2 separate regions of the Mus musculus genome follow, and region 2 is linked to region 1. Evidence: chromatin contacts called from public HiChIP or PLAC-seq data. All regions are on one chromosome and are shown on one strand. The core of a region is the stretch at or near the end of the contact, and the rest is flanking DNA. Distances in the headings are between cores, read along the strand shown. Region 1 holds the start of Bard1 (BRCA1 associated RING domain 1). Region 2 has its middle 12 kb from the start of Gm4319.

Region 1 (7,804 bases), core at 1,792-4,291:
ACCCAGGATCAGCATCGGCATGCCACGGTTGGTTCTCACCGTGGGGCTGCTCACTTTTTGCACTCTTACAAGACAGAACATGAGATAATTCTTCCTCGGCTGATGATTATGGTGGTTTCTGTGGTTCCTAGAGATAAGAGGAGAGAGACTACGAGCCCAAATCACCATGGGCAAACTAGTTAAAGCAAGCAAGGAATTAAGCAAGCATTTGTACTCCCTCCATGGGCTCCCTCCCCCTAAGGTAGGGCTTGAGAGGTCAGCTTACAGGGGAGGAAGACAAGGGTTTTATAGCTCAGGGGTAGGGGCTTTTCAAATGGGAGATTTGGGAAGAAAAGTAGGTGGAGTTTACAGGGGCAGAAAATAAGCCTACCACATCAGTCATAATGACCTCCTGAAACAAAGACATGATTGCAAGGTGATCATAAAGGAGACATAACAACAGGTAGTCAGTTATAACAACCTTGTGAAACAGAGGTAGGGTTCCAAGGTGGTTATAACTTTTTGAAACAAAAACATGATTCCTGATTCCTGGAACAGCCAGTACAGAACCATTTGTAAGTAAGGTTGCAGGTTGGGCATAGCCCAATCCTTGAGAAATGGAATATTAATCATAATCAGGAATGAACTTGGTTTGTTTTTACTGTAAGATGATGGCTTTCAAGCCTAAGATGGAGGCAGGCTGGTTCATCAGTTCCATCCTCAAAATCTCATATAAACCTAAGTGCTTTCATAAGTCCCTGCCTCCAAATGCTGTCTCATTAGGGGCTAGAGCTTCCATTCATGAACTTGGGGTGAAAGGAAATAAAACTTGAGACATGTGATTCATGTAATTTATGTCAAATAGCCCAAAGAGTTGTTTGTGAGCTTTGAAACCTGGGGCTGAGAACATAGCAGAATAGGCCAGGACATGCCCGGGTAGGCCCGTCGTCATATGTCCTGACTGTCCTAGTGCCTCCCTATCTCCCACCCTTCTGACAGTCTGTTGGTGTTTAAATGGACCAATCATGTGAAACCGAGCCAATTCCTCCCCCAGCCCCATCCCTTTTCTATAAAAACCCCTAGCTTCCAAGTGTCGGGGTCGAAACCACTGTCTCCTGAGTGAGATACGTTTTGAACCGGAGCTCTGCCATTATGACTCCACCATGTGGTCGACACCTCTGTCTCCTGCGGGAGATATGTGTTGGCCCGGAGCTCCGTCATTAAACTACCTCATGCTTTTACATCAAGATGGTCGTCTTTTCTTGATTCTTGGGTGCGCGCTGAACAAAAATTGAGTGGGGGTTTCCCCACTAGGTTCTTTCAGGGGCAGACACATTGGTTCAGTCCCACACTGAATTTAGCCTCAAGTTGTAGTATTCATAGGAGGCTTGAGTCAGATAATTAAGTGAAGCACTTGCGATATATAAGAGTCCAAGAACTCAAACTCTCAGCTCTATTTAGAGCTTTATATTACATGTCCACCCTGGTTCTATAAATGCTCATATAAATGTGCATGCTATGAACTGTGAGGTTAAAAGTACCTGAGAGACTCTACATTCAGGATCAGGAAAACCTTTCAAGCATTGATGTTTGAGCTGAGATCTGAAGGAGTACTGCCTAAGAGGAAAATTCCAGGTTCCAAAGTGAATCTTTGTGTAAAAGCCCAGAGGCAGCTGGACCTAGGCTTTTGATGAAGAAAAGCTCCACGGGAGAATAATGGCATGCTTTCCCAGGTTGGCATAGGCCTCATATCTCATCAAAGAAATAGCTTTAGAGTTTTATTTGTTTGTTTGTTTGTTTATTTATTTGAGATAGGGTTTGTCTTGACTGTCTCAGAACTCTGTTGACTAGGCTGGCTTTGAACTCAGAGATCCACCTGCTCTTCCCCCCCCCTCCCCCCATTTCCATGCCTCTAGTGCTGGGATTAAAGGACCTTCCAGGCCTTTCCACCTTTAGAGTTTAATCAGGGTAGTGCCAAGACTAATTTTGTGTTTGGTAATGTCTTGTATATCTTTAGTGAGGCCTAAGGATGGGAGGCAATCTAGGCAGATGTGTGGATTCCAGTAAGAAGGAACAACTTTAAGGTAAACAGAGGCAGCTGGGGCGGTTAAGCAGAGACAGAGAAATAAAAGGGGATATGCAAGAATGTGTTCATAGGTTGGAAGCTGTGGAGAGGGCGGGCTGTGCTTGCCCAGTGTTAATATTCAGATCCGCAGGAGGGTCTATGGATTTGGCTGGTAGAATACTTCTAGCATAAAGGAGGCTCTAAACTCAGTTCAGCACCATGTAAGCTGGGCGTGGTGGTGCATATCTGTAATCCCCTATCGCGCAGAGGTGGAGGATCGCAAACTGAGAAGTTCAAGGTCACCCTTAGCTTCACAGTTTAAGCTAGGTTGGCAAACAGACGCCGTTTCAAAAAAAAAAAAAAAAAAAAAATCCCCGGGGAGGGTAGACCCTCTAGCAAACAAAAACGTTTTATGCAGTTTATCATATTTTAAAAGCACACCAGAACTTCTAAGAGATGCCCTTGGTCGGATATTTACAGCTAGTTAAAAAGTGAAATTGAAACTTAGTATTTAGCGGATTCTTATATCCTACAGCAAGGAGAAAAAGAGAACTTTCTTATATAAAGGGTAGTACTTTTATTGTCATGGGAAAAGCTTGTCCAAGTTCAACAGTAGCTTGAATGCCACTCTTTGTAGATGGCTTCAGCGGCAAGCTCCTGAGGCTATGGGAGGGTTAGAATCCAACTTCTAGGTAAGCACAGTTTCAGTAAACTGAGAGGGGGTGGGAATGAAACCCATGGGGAGCCCCGCCTCTTTGAAGGCGTGGCCTGAGGCCCCGCCGCTCAGTTTCCCGCTCAGGAAGTTTGAGCGCGCTATACCCCGCCTCCTAGGGCCACAGGCCTAGGTGACTTCTCCCCACGCCTCCTCAACCCCGCGCCTTGGCACTTTGGTTTCCGCGGTCCGCCCTACACCTCCTGAGGGCGTGGCCTCTCAAGCCTCGCCTCTCCATTTCCGGAACTTGGACCGCATTACTAAAGCCCCGCCCTCAGGCCTTGAGGGCGTGGCCTAAAGCCGGGTCCTTCCATCTCTGAGTTTTACCGCGTTTCAGCCTCCGAGCCGGAGGCGTCCGACCAATTCAGAGACTCCGCACGCAGCAGGATCCGGCGGTGACCAGCGGGGTGCGGCGCTAGAGCAAACCTGACCTCCCCTCCTCTGTGGGAATGCCACGCCGGCCGCCGAGGGTCTGCTCTGGGAACCAGCCTGCTCCCGTGCCCGCCATGGAGCCGGCTACCGACGGGCTTTGGGCCCACAGCCGCGCGGCGCTTGCCCGCCTGGAGAAGCTGCTGCGCTGCTCCCGCTGGTAAGGACCGGCCTGGCGACCTAGTGTCGTCTGTCCCTCCGTGTCCCACTCCTGAGTTTTCTGAGTGGCTTCCCAGCCACCTGCAACGAAGATGACTCAAACGGCACTTTTCGAATTTTCGCGGGAGAACTGCCTTCGGGGCGTGGCTCAAAGCGCAGCTCGTTGGTCACTCCCCGAAGGTGACGCTCGGAGCTGAGCCGAGCTAGTGCTGCTGGGGTCCTGGAGTTCGGTCCTCTGGGAGCGTGGTCCCGTGGTTGCGTGCGGGGCACAACAGCCCCTGTGAGGCTGACCTTTTGGTCCTTTCTCTAGTAGCAGGCTCGGCGTGGGGAATGGGAGGCTAGGGACCTGGTGACCGGTAGTTTGGCGATGGCAGTTTGTTGAGCATCGCAATTTTAACTTAGTTAGATTATGGCCCTGTACCACTGATCCTCCAACATGCCCTCTCTTGGATTTTATTCAGTCTGAAATGCACTCCTAAGTGGTACTTTCTTACCTGAGGCTGTTTATCGAATACTACCAAGAAATATACTTCTTTCCCCTTTTTTCTCTTTGGCAGTAGCGAATGTTAAGCCTTCAGTCTTTACTACAAATACAGTGTTAACTGCAACTTTTTTTTTTTTTTTTAAAGTTAACTGGCAACAAACTTTGCACTTACGTTAAATTATTCTTTTTTTTTTTTTTTTTTTTTTTTTTTTACAAACTCTTAGTATTTGAAAGAATGGCATTGTATTTCTTAGGAGAGTGGCGATTCTGTTAACATGAACACGTTCTGAGTTCTGCTTGTGTTTTCCTAAAGCATACGGATCATCCTGGGTGTAGACATACATCGGAAACTCAACTTCTAGTTGCAGTAGCAGGCCAGTGATGACGCACATGTTGGATCTCAATCTGTGGGTCGCGACCACTGGGACACACATTTAGGTCTTAGGAACGGAGACCCAGCTTAGTAGCAAAATTACAGTTATGAAGTAGCAAAGAAAAGAATGGTATGGTTTAGGGTCACCACAACGTTTGGAACTATATTGAAGGGGTTGTAGCATCAGGGAAGGTTGAGACCCAACCACTGCTTTAAATAGTTGAACCACAGTTAAACTCAGATGGAAACACATATTCTTCCACTTAGAATGTGTCAGACCACATGAGTTCAGGTTCCAGCCACATCTTTGGTCTTCTCTGTACCTCAGTAATAATGGTTTGCTCATTCACATATTAATTTGCTAATATTGAGATTTGATAATAAACATGTAATGAATACATACCAAACAGTGTTCCGAGTATGGAGAGCCCATTCGTGAGCAAAGCTTCCTTCCCAATGTTTCTGTAACCCTGCCTCAGGGATCCCAAGAAAAAATTAAATACATGTAAGTTGTTTCCTGTGGTGACTATCCAAAATGGACACAAAAAGATGTGATGAGAAAATGATTTAGTCTGCTTGCTGAGCCATTTGGAAGAGACTAACTAGATAAAGTAATATGAATAATCTGTAGGTTGTCCTAAAATTAAACAACCAGTTTCCCTTTTTACCAACTGCCAGCTCTTTTAAACTAAGCGAGCTAGCTTACCGTAAGAGTCAAGGGCCTGAAGATAATAGTAATTAGGCTCAGGCTGTACTATGCCACATCCAGTTGTCCAGAGAATATGAGGTTCCTGTGGTCTTGTTTTTCTTTTTTTCAGTTTATTAAACTCTGCTAAATGAGTTTATTTTAACTACTAGAGGATATAAGCTCATATAGGACTTTGAATTAATTTTTCCCTGTGAAGTGTCAATAAATATTACTTAGGTTTTTCAGTCACAAATCATCTCTACTTTCTTTAAAAGGGTTAAAAGGCTGGGAGTGGGTGGTTCATGCCCTTACACTCAGCTTTCTGGAGGCTGTTACAATCAGTTGCCTTTGAGTTTTTAGCCGGCCTGGTCTACATTGAGTTCCTGGCTTGCAGGACTACATCGTGAGACCCAGTCTCGAAAACCAAACCAAACCAAAGCAAACAGAAAGTATAAAAATGTTCTTTGTTCAAAGGGCTGTGGGAAAGCAGGCTGTTTTGGCTTGATTTGGACCAGAGGCAACAACTTTTCAAACTTTTTTCCTTCTTTCTTTTATTTTTCTGTTGATACAACAGATTGCTCCATAGCCTGGGTTAGCCTGGAACATATTTTGTGCCCATCTTATCTTTAAATTAAGTGACCTTCTGCTGTAGTGTCCTTAGCACTAGGATTACAGATGTATGGCACCATGTCCAGCCTCAGACTCAGTTTTAAGGAAGCAAACTTAAGTTTAAAGACCCTTTGGTTATACTGGTTTACAGCTCACAGGAAATGGTTTAGGTCATATGGGAAATGCTTTTCTTCCTGGCTTTGCTGTCTCTCAAGCTCTTTCTGCCTCTCCCTTCCTGCTTGCTAGAGGAGAGCAACCCTGGACAGTCTGCTGCTGCTTTGCTCATCATCACCCAGAGTGGCATGTTATTTGAATGGTGTGCTCCTGTCCCCGAGCTTCAGAGCTCTCCCCACTAGGCTGCTGATTACCCCGATTACCCTCACATTCAGCTTGCAGCTGTCATCTCTCTGCTGTTCCCAGCTGTCACCTGTCTTGTGTAGCACATTGGATCTGTTTTGTAGCAGGCATGGCTTGCTCCTGCAGTGGATTGGCTATGTTACAGGGCATCCTTTCCTGACCTTATAACATGACTCTGGCTTCAAGGTGAAGCTGGTGAACGTGTTGAAGAGGCCAGATGTGACATTGACTGTAGGGCCAAGCCTCACAACCAAATAGAAGCTATTTAAGGACTGGGGGAAAGGAAGCTGGAAGACCTTACTATTTGAGAGGCTGGCAGAAAGCAGAGAACTAATGTGTTCCTAAAGGAAGCAGGAGATGCAGATAGGAGCTGCCCTGTTAGTGCAGCCAGGTGTCCTAGGATGCTGTTTTGTGAATTAAAATTAATTACGTACTTCTTGGCATATTTTTGGAGTGAGGAGGGTTGGGCTTTTTATGCTAATTTTATTTTGTGCTTTTTATATCACTTTAGAGACGATTAAAAAATAATCATAACTTTGAAGATAGTTGGTTTTTTCAAAATATTGTTATTTAAAAGATAAATTCATTTTATATATGTGTATATACATATATAAACTTAAAGCACATGTGCATTATGTTTATATTTGTATATATATATGTGTGTGTGTGTGTGTGTGTGTGTATGTATATGTATGTACACACACATGTAAATGCGTAATGTGTGTGTGCTCTAAGTTTGGGATCCTCCTGCCTCAGCCTTGAGAGTGCTGGGACCAAAGCATTATACATGGATTCTAGGCCCTAGGGAGGTTGCTTGGTGGTTAAAGTGTTTGCTGTGCAAACACTTGAACAAATAGCATGAAGATCTGAATTCAGATCCCCAGCGTCTATGTAAAAGTGAGGCTGCTTTGCTCTTCTGTAAGCCCAGTGTGGGGGGTTATAGGAGACAGGTAGATATCAGGGGCTTGCTGGTCAGCAGCCAGGCTGAAATGGTTATCTCAAGTAAAAGACTATCTCAGAAACATAGGTGTAATGATTGAGGGTCGTATTCTAATTAGTCTCTGGCCTCTGTATGTGCCCATATATGCATATACTACACATGTATCCAGCTTTTGTGCAAGTATACGTACAAATAAAAGATGGATGGGACGCCTGCCACTGCATTCCAGCCAGCTTCAGATCCTGGGTCAGGGTTACTACTCTTTGTTCACTTCCTTGTTTTCTAAGTGTTAATAAAATTGCCCTTTGTACCCATGTTATGGATGGATGTTCTTAAAATAAAGCACAGATCTCCTGACTCTAAGCATTTCGCTTTTGCCTCTATAGGAGTTTTGACTCTTCAGAGTGATCTTACAGGCCAGTGATCCTTAAGTAGGATGATTGCTCCCTCTGGTTTGCTGTGGCACTGGTTCATTAGAACAAGAAGTCACTGAGGCATAGAAGCGGCAGTGCATTTTCTCCCTGTAAGGCTTATGTGCTCAATTTTAAGGAGTACAAAGGATACACAGTTTAGGGTAAGTTATGAAGGCCCAGGAGATGTGGAGGAAACAACGTTGCTTAGGTCTGTATGGTGGAGCAAAGTTCTTAGGCTTTGCAGTTAGACCTTTGAGATGTGGGTACATTTTTATTAATTGGCCACAGTGGTGGTGTTGGTGATATTAGCAAATGACTAAGCTAGGAATGTTAGAATAAACAGGGAGTGGGTTAGATGGTCTAAGACGTAAAACCAATCAGATCTTGAGGGACAAGTAGCCTAAAAACCAAGTTTATTAGTTTATTTATTAGTTTGTATAATTATTATTCTAGTTTGTTTCCCTGTTGCTGTGATTAACACCATAACCAAAAGCAATTTGGGATGAAAGGATTTGTACTTTATACTTTTAGGAAAGGGTCACTGAGGGAGACCAGGGAAGGAATTCAGGACAGGAAGGTGGACGTAGGAACTGAAA
Region 2 (7,804 bases), core at 3,247-5,746, 1.0 Mb before region 1:
GAACTCATAGAGATCCACTTGCTTCTGCTTCCTGAGTGCTGGGATTAGAGGCATGTACCACCATACCTGGCCTTTGGCAAACTTTTAACATGGAGGCTAAAGACCAGTCAGGGGGACTTGATATTCACACTCGTGGCTTGTAGAAAGTGCTGAATTATATACAGTTTTCTACTTGTTGCTTCCCTAGGGAGGTTTTACCATCTCTGTCTCCTAGGTAATAAACTCGAGGATCAAGATTATCCAGCTGCCTGGTTTATACCGCCAGTTACACGGTCTGACTTGAACATTTTTTTCCAAGTATGTTTTTACAGCGTGAGTCTCTGTGAGCTTGATTTCTGCTAGGTCTGTGTGCATAGCTGGAACCTGCATTTCTTTTGAAGACAAGCCCCATGTTTACATTTTAAAAGCTTTTGAAAAATATCTGCAGGAATCTTCCAGAATGTAAACAAGTTGTAAGGTTTAGTGGTAGCCGGGTTTAGCATAGCTGTGTGTATTGTACATGTATATATGTCCAGACACTTTAGTCTACAAAGGAGTTCCAAAAATCACAAGAATGTATGTGAGATCACTTGGAAGCTATAAGCTGTCACACAGCAGATGTCGTAAATGGCAGAGGTGATACAAGGCACTCTCTAGCTTGTCTCTCAGCCTGGCAATAGTTCTGTAGGAATTTCCACAGAAGGGCCGACAGCGTATCACCATGACAGAGTGTTTGCTTGGCATGTGTGAAGCCTTAACTTCAGATTTCCCTGGACATTTTACTGTGTTTACAGAACCTAAATATTTTAGAACCAAAATGATACTGATCTTCCTTTGTTGTTAGTTGCTGTGGATCTTCCAAACTGTTCCTGGCTCATTAGGTTCCTCCTGTCACAGTTACTTACACCCCCACCACCTAGGCCATGGGCACCCATCAAAGATCAGCCTCCCTCCTCACAGGGTGTAGTCTGAAATGGCAGCTTAGAAAACCTGTCAGGTCCCTCTAGTTCTTAATTATTGTTATTAATATTATTATTTTAAATAAGAAATTATTTCCTTATTTTTATTTTTCTCTGTGTATCATTGGTATATCCGTGTAAGGGTATCTCATCTCTTGTAACTCATTTGGAGTTATAGACGGTTGTGAGCTGCAATATTGGTGCTGGAAATTGAATCTGGATCCTCTGCAAGAGCAGCCAGTGCTCTTACCTGCTGAGCCATCTCTCCAGCCTCTTTGTGTCTTTAGAACATCTATGGCATCCCCAAACCCTAATTGTCTATTTCCTGATGTACATTTAGTAGACACATGAATAACCTTTTCCCAAGGATGGGCCAAAGTAACTGATTTTACAAAGCTCTGTATTACAAAGCTCTCTATAAAAATAAAACTTTTGGAAGGATATTCCTGGATTGACAGCTTGAGTCCTGACTTGGGAAGAGTGACTCAAGGACCCCTGCGTTTAGTCTTACAGAACCGTCCAACTTTTGTACAGGGAACTGCACCCAGGAGAATGTCTCTTTCTTTCATGCATATTGTTTGCAGACAAAGCAGAACACATTTATACTCGTCTCTCTGGAACGTTCTGCAAAGGGCTCCCCAAGATGTTGGAATCAAAATAAGATAGCAAGAGACTGGAGAGACGGCTCTGTGACTAAGAGTGAATATTCTCCTTTTCCCTCGCTCCTGTTCCAGGAAACCGCATCTTCTTCTGGATTCCACGGCTGCCTATACTCGTGACATACCCATGCACAAGCATATATACATCATTTAAAAATTAGTAAAAATAAATCTGTTCTTAACGAAAAAAAAAAAAAAGACCCTGTGTGGGAAATGTCTTGTCTGGGTCCTCTGCAAGAGCAGCAAGTGCTCTTAACTGCAGAGCCATCTCTCCAGCCTATAATATACATTATATCCTAGAATATACATTAGGTGCTATATAGCATACTACTGATAAAATGTTTGTTTTCTAGGCTATTGTCACTGTGTTAGTTTAGTAGACACACACTAGGGTCTTTCTTGGGTTCACTTGTTTCTTCCAGGATTATGACTCTTCTATCAGAGAAATTTTTAACAGCTTAGAAGTCATTCTAGTCTCCTGTAGGCCACTTCTGTAACTTATCTAAAAATACAGAAAGGTCTGTGAACTTTCATTAAAAGTAAATGCCCATAGTTGGTGTTTGAAAAGAAAAAAAAAAAAAACCTTAATTTCTAAGGACAAGAATAGAATAGGTAGCAAGGTACCTCAGAGAGAAATGCAGGTGTACCGTAAAGTGGAAGGGGTGGGTGCCTTTGTGTGGCATAGGTGGGGGCGTCTCTGAGAGAGGGTATGTGAGACCTGAAGGACCAGCTGCCTTGTGAAGAGATGAAGAGCTGCAGCTGCCTCTGAGGGGACAGGAAGGACAGAGGATTTGGAAGAACTGAGGGACAAAGGGGAGAAAAGTTGTGTGTGCTACAGTTGTCACCGGTCATATGTTTTGTGCCCTTGGCTGCCAGGGCCTGGAAGGGCTGGGATAGAGACCCAGTGGCAGCCCGGGGAGGTTTCAGAGGTTTTTCTCCAGGTAAAACTAGATCCTTGATTTTAGAACGAGCCATTGTGAAGTGGAGTTGGAGCTTATTAGAAGGGAGATGTTCAACATGGTTAGTGGTGGGGTTGATTAGAGAAAGAGGAAACCCAGGAAGTACTGTCTAAGATCTACCTACACCTGGGTAGGGCTTCTCAGAGGAGGATCGCGTTTCATCGTCTTGTTTCCAGTAGCCATTAGGGGGATACCGATGAGTTCTGAGGTTAAGCTCTTCAAAGAGTTGTGAAGGAATTTAAATGAGAGATCAGGAGGTAGTTCCTGGTTTGTGCAGACAGGATTACAGTTAATAAGATAAAACTCCACATCGCAGAGATGTGGGAGGCTTGGGTGTCTTTGCGGCACCCGAAAGTTAATCGGCTTTGTGAGGGTTTTAGAAGGGAAGGAACAAGGGCATCGTTGAAGGTCAATAGGCTTAGCTTGTAAGCACGCTCCATTGCCAGTTTAATACTCTTATTCAACAATATCTCTACACAAGAGGGATGTTGTCTTTATGGAGGCAATCTTCACAGCAAATATTAATTGTGCTTCAATTCTTGACTCGCGGTTGTCGAGAGATGTCAAGCAGAATCCAGAGTGAGGGGTGCCCTGCCTGTCCCGTGTCCTAGAATTTCCCCGTCTCCCTGTCCTTTCAAGGCCTTGGTAAGGGTTGATGTATTGTACCATGTTTCTGTGGGCCTTTGATGGGTGGGTTCTAGGGACAGCCGGAGCTGGTTTTCATGACCAGGCAAAACCTGCAATTTATAGATGGTAAGAATGGAAGCAAGTTAGGGTAGGTGTTTTAGACCAGGGGAGGGCAGCAAGAATTAGGCAAAGGGCAATGGGGCTATGAGACTGGATTAGTTTTTTGTTTTTATTTTTGTTTTTGACAGTCTTGTTCAGTCCAGGCTGGACTTGAATTTGTGATCCTCTTGCCCCAGTCTCCCCCTCGTGCCAAGATTTCATGCTTGCCCCACCTGGGCATGTTTTCTTGGAACACTAGGAGGCACGTCCCCACAATTCATTTTGTCTCTAGGCACGTGGAGAACATGGGGAAGAGTTTTGGTAATAGCTTTATTTAGGTATAACTGAGAGACTACACAATTCAGGTAAGTGTGTGTTCTTGTTAGTACATATACACAGAGTTGTATACAACAACCGACTTTGTAGTTAATTACTCCAAAAGAGAGTCCATATCCTTTAGCAGGCACTCCACCTGCATTCTTCATATCTATCATACTAATGTGGTTCCCGTCTCTATAGATGTGTGATTCCTGGGCATTTAAACACATGGGCCCCATCATCATTCAAAGTTCATCCACATTGTAGCATGCTATTTCGTTTGTTTATAGTGTAGAATACCACTGCATTGTATGGCTATACATTTTATCTACTCATCCATCAGCTGATAGTTGGATATATCTTAGTCTAGCAGGGCTGCCACGACAAAGATGCCATAGCCTGCGTGGCTAACTAGAAACAAGCATCTGCTTCTCATAGTTCTGGAGCTACAAGTTCAAGTCCAGGTTCAGGCCTGATTCAGTTGCTGATGAGGGCTGTCTTGCAGAGAACAGAAGATGGTTCATCTTCATGATATAAGTGAATAGAGTGAATAGAAGAGGCTCTTTCTTTCTCTCTCTTTCTCATTTTTTATAAAGACATTCATTCCATTCAAAAGAGCCTGTACTGGCTGGTTTTATGTGCCAACTTGACACAAGCTGGAGTTATCACAGAGAAAGGAGCCTCCCTTGAGGAAATGCCTGCATGAGACCCAGCTGTAAGGCATTCTCTCAATTAGTGACCAAGGGTGGGTGGGCCTATGGTGGGTGGTGCCTTCCCTGGGCTGCTAGTCCTGGGTTTTATACAAAAGCAAGCTGAGCAAGCCAGGGGAAGCAAGCCAGTGGCTGGATCAGGAACCTGAGAAACCAACCACCAACAGGAAACTAAAAGTGAACTGAAAGTGAGGCAAGGCTATAAACTAAGCCCTGCCCTCTCCCACCCAGTAATGCAATTCCTCTAGCAAGGTTCCACAACCTCCTCACACAGCACCACCAAACCTAGGACCAAGTATTCAGACACAAGAAGCTACAGGGAACGTTTTCCATTCAAGCCACCACAGGGGGTTAGAGCTTTAACCTAAGAGTTTTTGCAAGTCCCAGACATCCACTCCCACAAACATGTTATTGCTATTTTTGATGATTATCAACAAATCTATTATGGGCATTGTGCTACCTGTCTACTTGACAAAATGTAGAATTAGAAGGGTATGGTGGCTTGAATGAGAATGCCCCCCACAGGCACATATATTTACATGATTGGCCCCCGGTTAATGAGCTGTTGGGAAGGATTAGGTAGGTGTGTCACTGGGGGTGGGCTTGCTGCCTGTGGATCAGGGTGTAAAGCCCTCAGCTCTTTCTCCAGCACCATGATGATAATGGACCTAACCCTCTCTGTAAGCAAGCCTCTAACTAAATGCTTTCTTTTGTAAGAGTTGGCTTGGACCTGGTGCCTTTTCACAGCAAGAGAACAGTGGCCCTCTGGGTGTGCCTGTGGAGTGTTGTCTTGAATTTGTCAGTTGAGGTGGTGTGTCATTCCCTGGCTGGAATCCTGGAGTGTAAAGAATGGAGAAAGGCAGGAAGCAGCAGCATATATCCACCACTCTCTGCGTCCTGATGTGGAGAATGGGACATGGTCAGCTACTTCAAATTCTCTGCTTTCAGTTCCCCGAATGATGGACTGTTTATGCTTAGACTGTGAGTCAGAATAAACTTCCTTCCTTAAGTTGCTTTGGTCAGGGAAAGAAACTAAGACAATTTGTGTATGTATTTTCATGTGGATATCCAAGCGTTTTGTTTGAATACTTGGAATTCTCAGTATTCAAGGATACATGGAGAAGCTAAGTTACTGACCATGGACTTATGATTTTTTTCTAACAGCCATTAGCCTTTTCCCTGTGTTGAGGCCCTGTGGTGGTTTGAATGAGATGTCTGACGTATTCTCAGGCATCTGAATACTTGGTCCCCAGTTGGTGACCCTGTTTGGTTATGTCTGGAAGGTGTGGCCCTGCTGGAGGGGGTGTGCTACAGAGGGTGGGCTTTGAGCTTTCTTTCTTTTTTCTAAGATTTATTTATTATTATATCTAAGCACACTGTAGCTGTCTTCAGATGCACCAGAAGAGGGCATCAGATCTCATTACAGATGGTTGTGAGCCACCATGTGGTTGCTGGGATTTGAACTCATGACCTTCGGAAGAGCAGCCGGTGCTCTTAACCACTGAACCATCTCTCTAGCCCGGCGGCTTTGAGCTTTCAAAAGTCATGGACCATTTCCAGTGATCTCCCTCTGTTTCCTGTTGGTAATTTGAGATGAGAGCCCTCAGATCTGTTTCCAGCTCCAGTCACCACGCTTAGCCTACTCTCACAGGTCCCTACGGGGATGGTGATAGACTCTCACCTCTCTTGAACCTTAAGCCCCAAATAAAATATTCCTTCTATAAATTGCCTTGGTCATGGTGTTCTATCATAACAATAGGAAAGTAGCTAATACAGGCCTGCTGGATATGACAACTGGAGCCATCATGCGGGAGTTGGCTTACACTGCTCTCAGGGGACTCACGGACGATCTGCTGGAGGGTAGAGTAAGCCCAACACGTATCATTAGAGGTCACGTGTGCGGGGAGAAGCTGGGTCAGTGAGGGAGCCCTGGGGTGGGTGTCTGCTCTCCTTTCCCTAACTCAGGCAAGTTGCTTATGCTTTCTGGTCCTCACTGGTAAAATGGTGAACCCCAGTGATAGTTACCTCACTGAGCTATCAGGACTGAATCAAAGCGTGCTCAGCACTCTCCTGGAAGAGCCACTCCTCAGGGTCTGGGGTTGATGTTAGAGAGCGAGTCTATCTTATTTGAAATGCCTGGGACCAGAGGTTACACATTTGTGGGAAGCCGCCCCCACATTCGCCGTCACAAGATGGTGCTGACAGCTGTGTTCTAAGTGGTAAACAAATAATCTGCGCATGTGCCAAGGGTATTTCTCCACCCCATGTACTCTGCCTTCCCCGTGGCAACAACTCGGCCATGGGCTGCAGCCAATCAGGGAGTGATACGTCCTAGGCGAAGGATAACTCTCCTAAATAGGGACGGGGTTTCGCTTTCGTTTTTGGGTTTGAGTTTTGCACTCTTGCTCCTGAAGATGTAAGCAATAAAGTTTTGCCGCAGAAGATTCTGGTTTGTTGTGTCTTTCCTGGCCGGTCGTGAGAACGCGTGTAAGAGTTGGTGCCGAAACCCGGGACGAGAAAATCCGAAAAAAAAAAACCCGGGACAAGAAAACTCGGGACGGGAGTTAACCATCACCGGCGCAAGGAAGATTCCTCATTCCGGAACCAAAACTGCGGGTCACGGTCATAAAGGTTCCCGTAAAACAGACTGTTGAGAAGGATTCAACTGCATGAATTCAGAACTCTTTAGCTGGGGAACAGGGGTACCAGTGAGTACAGCTTTACAAGGTAAGTCTGGTCTTGAACTTTCTAACGAAATTCAAGACAGTCTATCAAAAGTAAAGTGGGAAATAGCTTTACAAGGTACGCCTGGCCTTGAACTTTCTAACGAAATTCAAGACAGTCTATCAAAAGTAAAGTGGGAAATAGCTTTACAAGGTATGTTTGGCCTTGAATTTTTTCTAGTGTTAGGAGCCCTTTTGTTCTTTTTCACATGTTATCAAGTGATTAAGGTAGGGCTAAAAATTCTGGATGAAATTCAGGGCAATCTATCAGAAGTAAAGCGGAGAGAGAGAGTAGGAGCAAAGAGGAAATATGGTACACAAAATAAGTATACAGGCCTTTCCAAGGGTCTTGAACCCGAGGAAAAGTTAAGGTCAGGTAAGAAAACCTGGGGAGAGATTAGAAAGAAGGAAAAGAAAAAAGAAAAGAAAAAAGATCAATTAGAGAAGCCAGCTCTTAGTAGCTCTGAATCAGATGACAAATTCTCCTCTGAAGAAACAGACTGGGAGGAAGAAGCAGCTCGTTATGAGAGAGAAAAGTGCCAGCCAGATAAAATGCGAGCTAATTGGTCAAGAAAAAAGCCAAAAGCGGCTGGCGAAGGCCAGTTTACTGCTTGGCCTCCGGGCAGTCGGCTTCAAGGTGCACTTCCGCCCTATGCGGAGCCCCCGCCCTGTGTAGTGCGTCAGCCCTGCGCAGAGAGACAATGCGCAGAGAGACAATGCGCAGAGAGACAATGCGCAGACTCATTCATTCCCAGAGAGGAACAAAGGAAA

What was found. HiChIP or PLAC-seq counts read pairs in DNA pulled down with a chosen protein or histone mark.
Region 2: an H3K27ac HiChIP or PLAC-seq map of acute myeloid leukemia shows a contact between it and region 1, with 7 times the contacts expected there. The contact joins the enhancer-like site here to the promoter of Bard1 in region 1. A contact is called at or near these places in 11 of 39 promoter capture datasets (the 3T3-L1 cell line, 3T3-L1-derived adipocytes, the C10 cell line and 6 more), 1 of 15 datasets of contacts at CTCF or cohesin (pro-B cells), 1 of 484 Hi-C or Micro-C datasets (bone marrow-derived macrophages) and 13 of 115 datasets of contacts at active chromatin or transcription factors (the NIH/3T3 cell line, acute myeloid leukemia, astrocytes and 8 more).

Annotation. Positions count from the first base shown.
Region 1 is chr1:71,098,209-71,106,012 of GRCm38.p6, reverse strand. Bard1 (BRCA1 associated RING domain 1) reads left to right here and starts at 3,041. Exons shown (of 11, transcript NM_007525.3): 1 at 3,041-3,345. The coding sequence starts at 3,206.
Region 2 is chr1:72,131,408-72,139,211 of GRCm38.p6, reverse strand. No RefSeq gene overlaps it. Among named protein-coding and RNA genes, the nearest start is that of Gm4319, 12 kb to the right of the region's middle. Within about 2 kb of position 4,496, at least 14 of the 459 cell types and tissues checked have an H3K27ac peak or open chromatin away from gene starts, as enhancers often do. A contact at or near this core is called in acute myeloid leukemia, where this site is marked.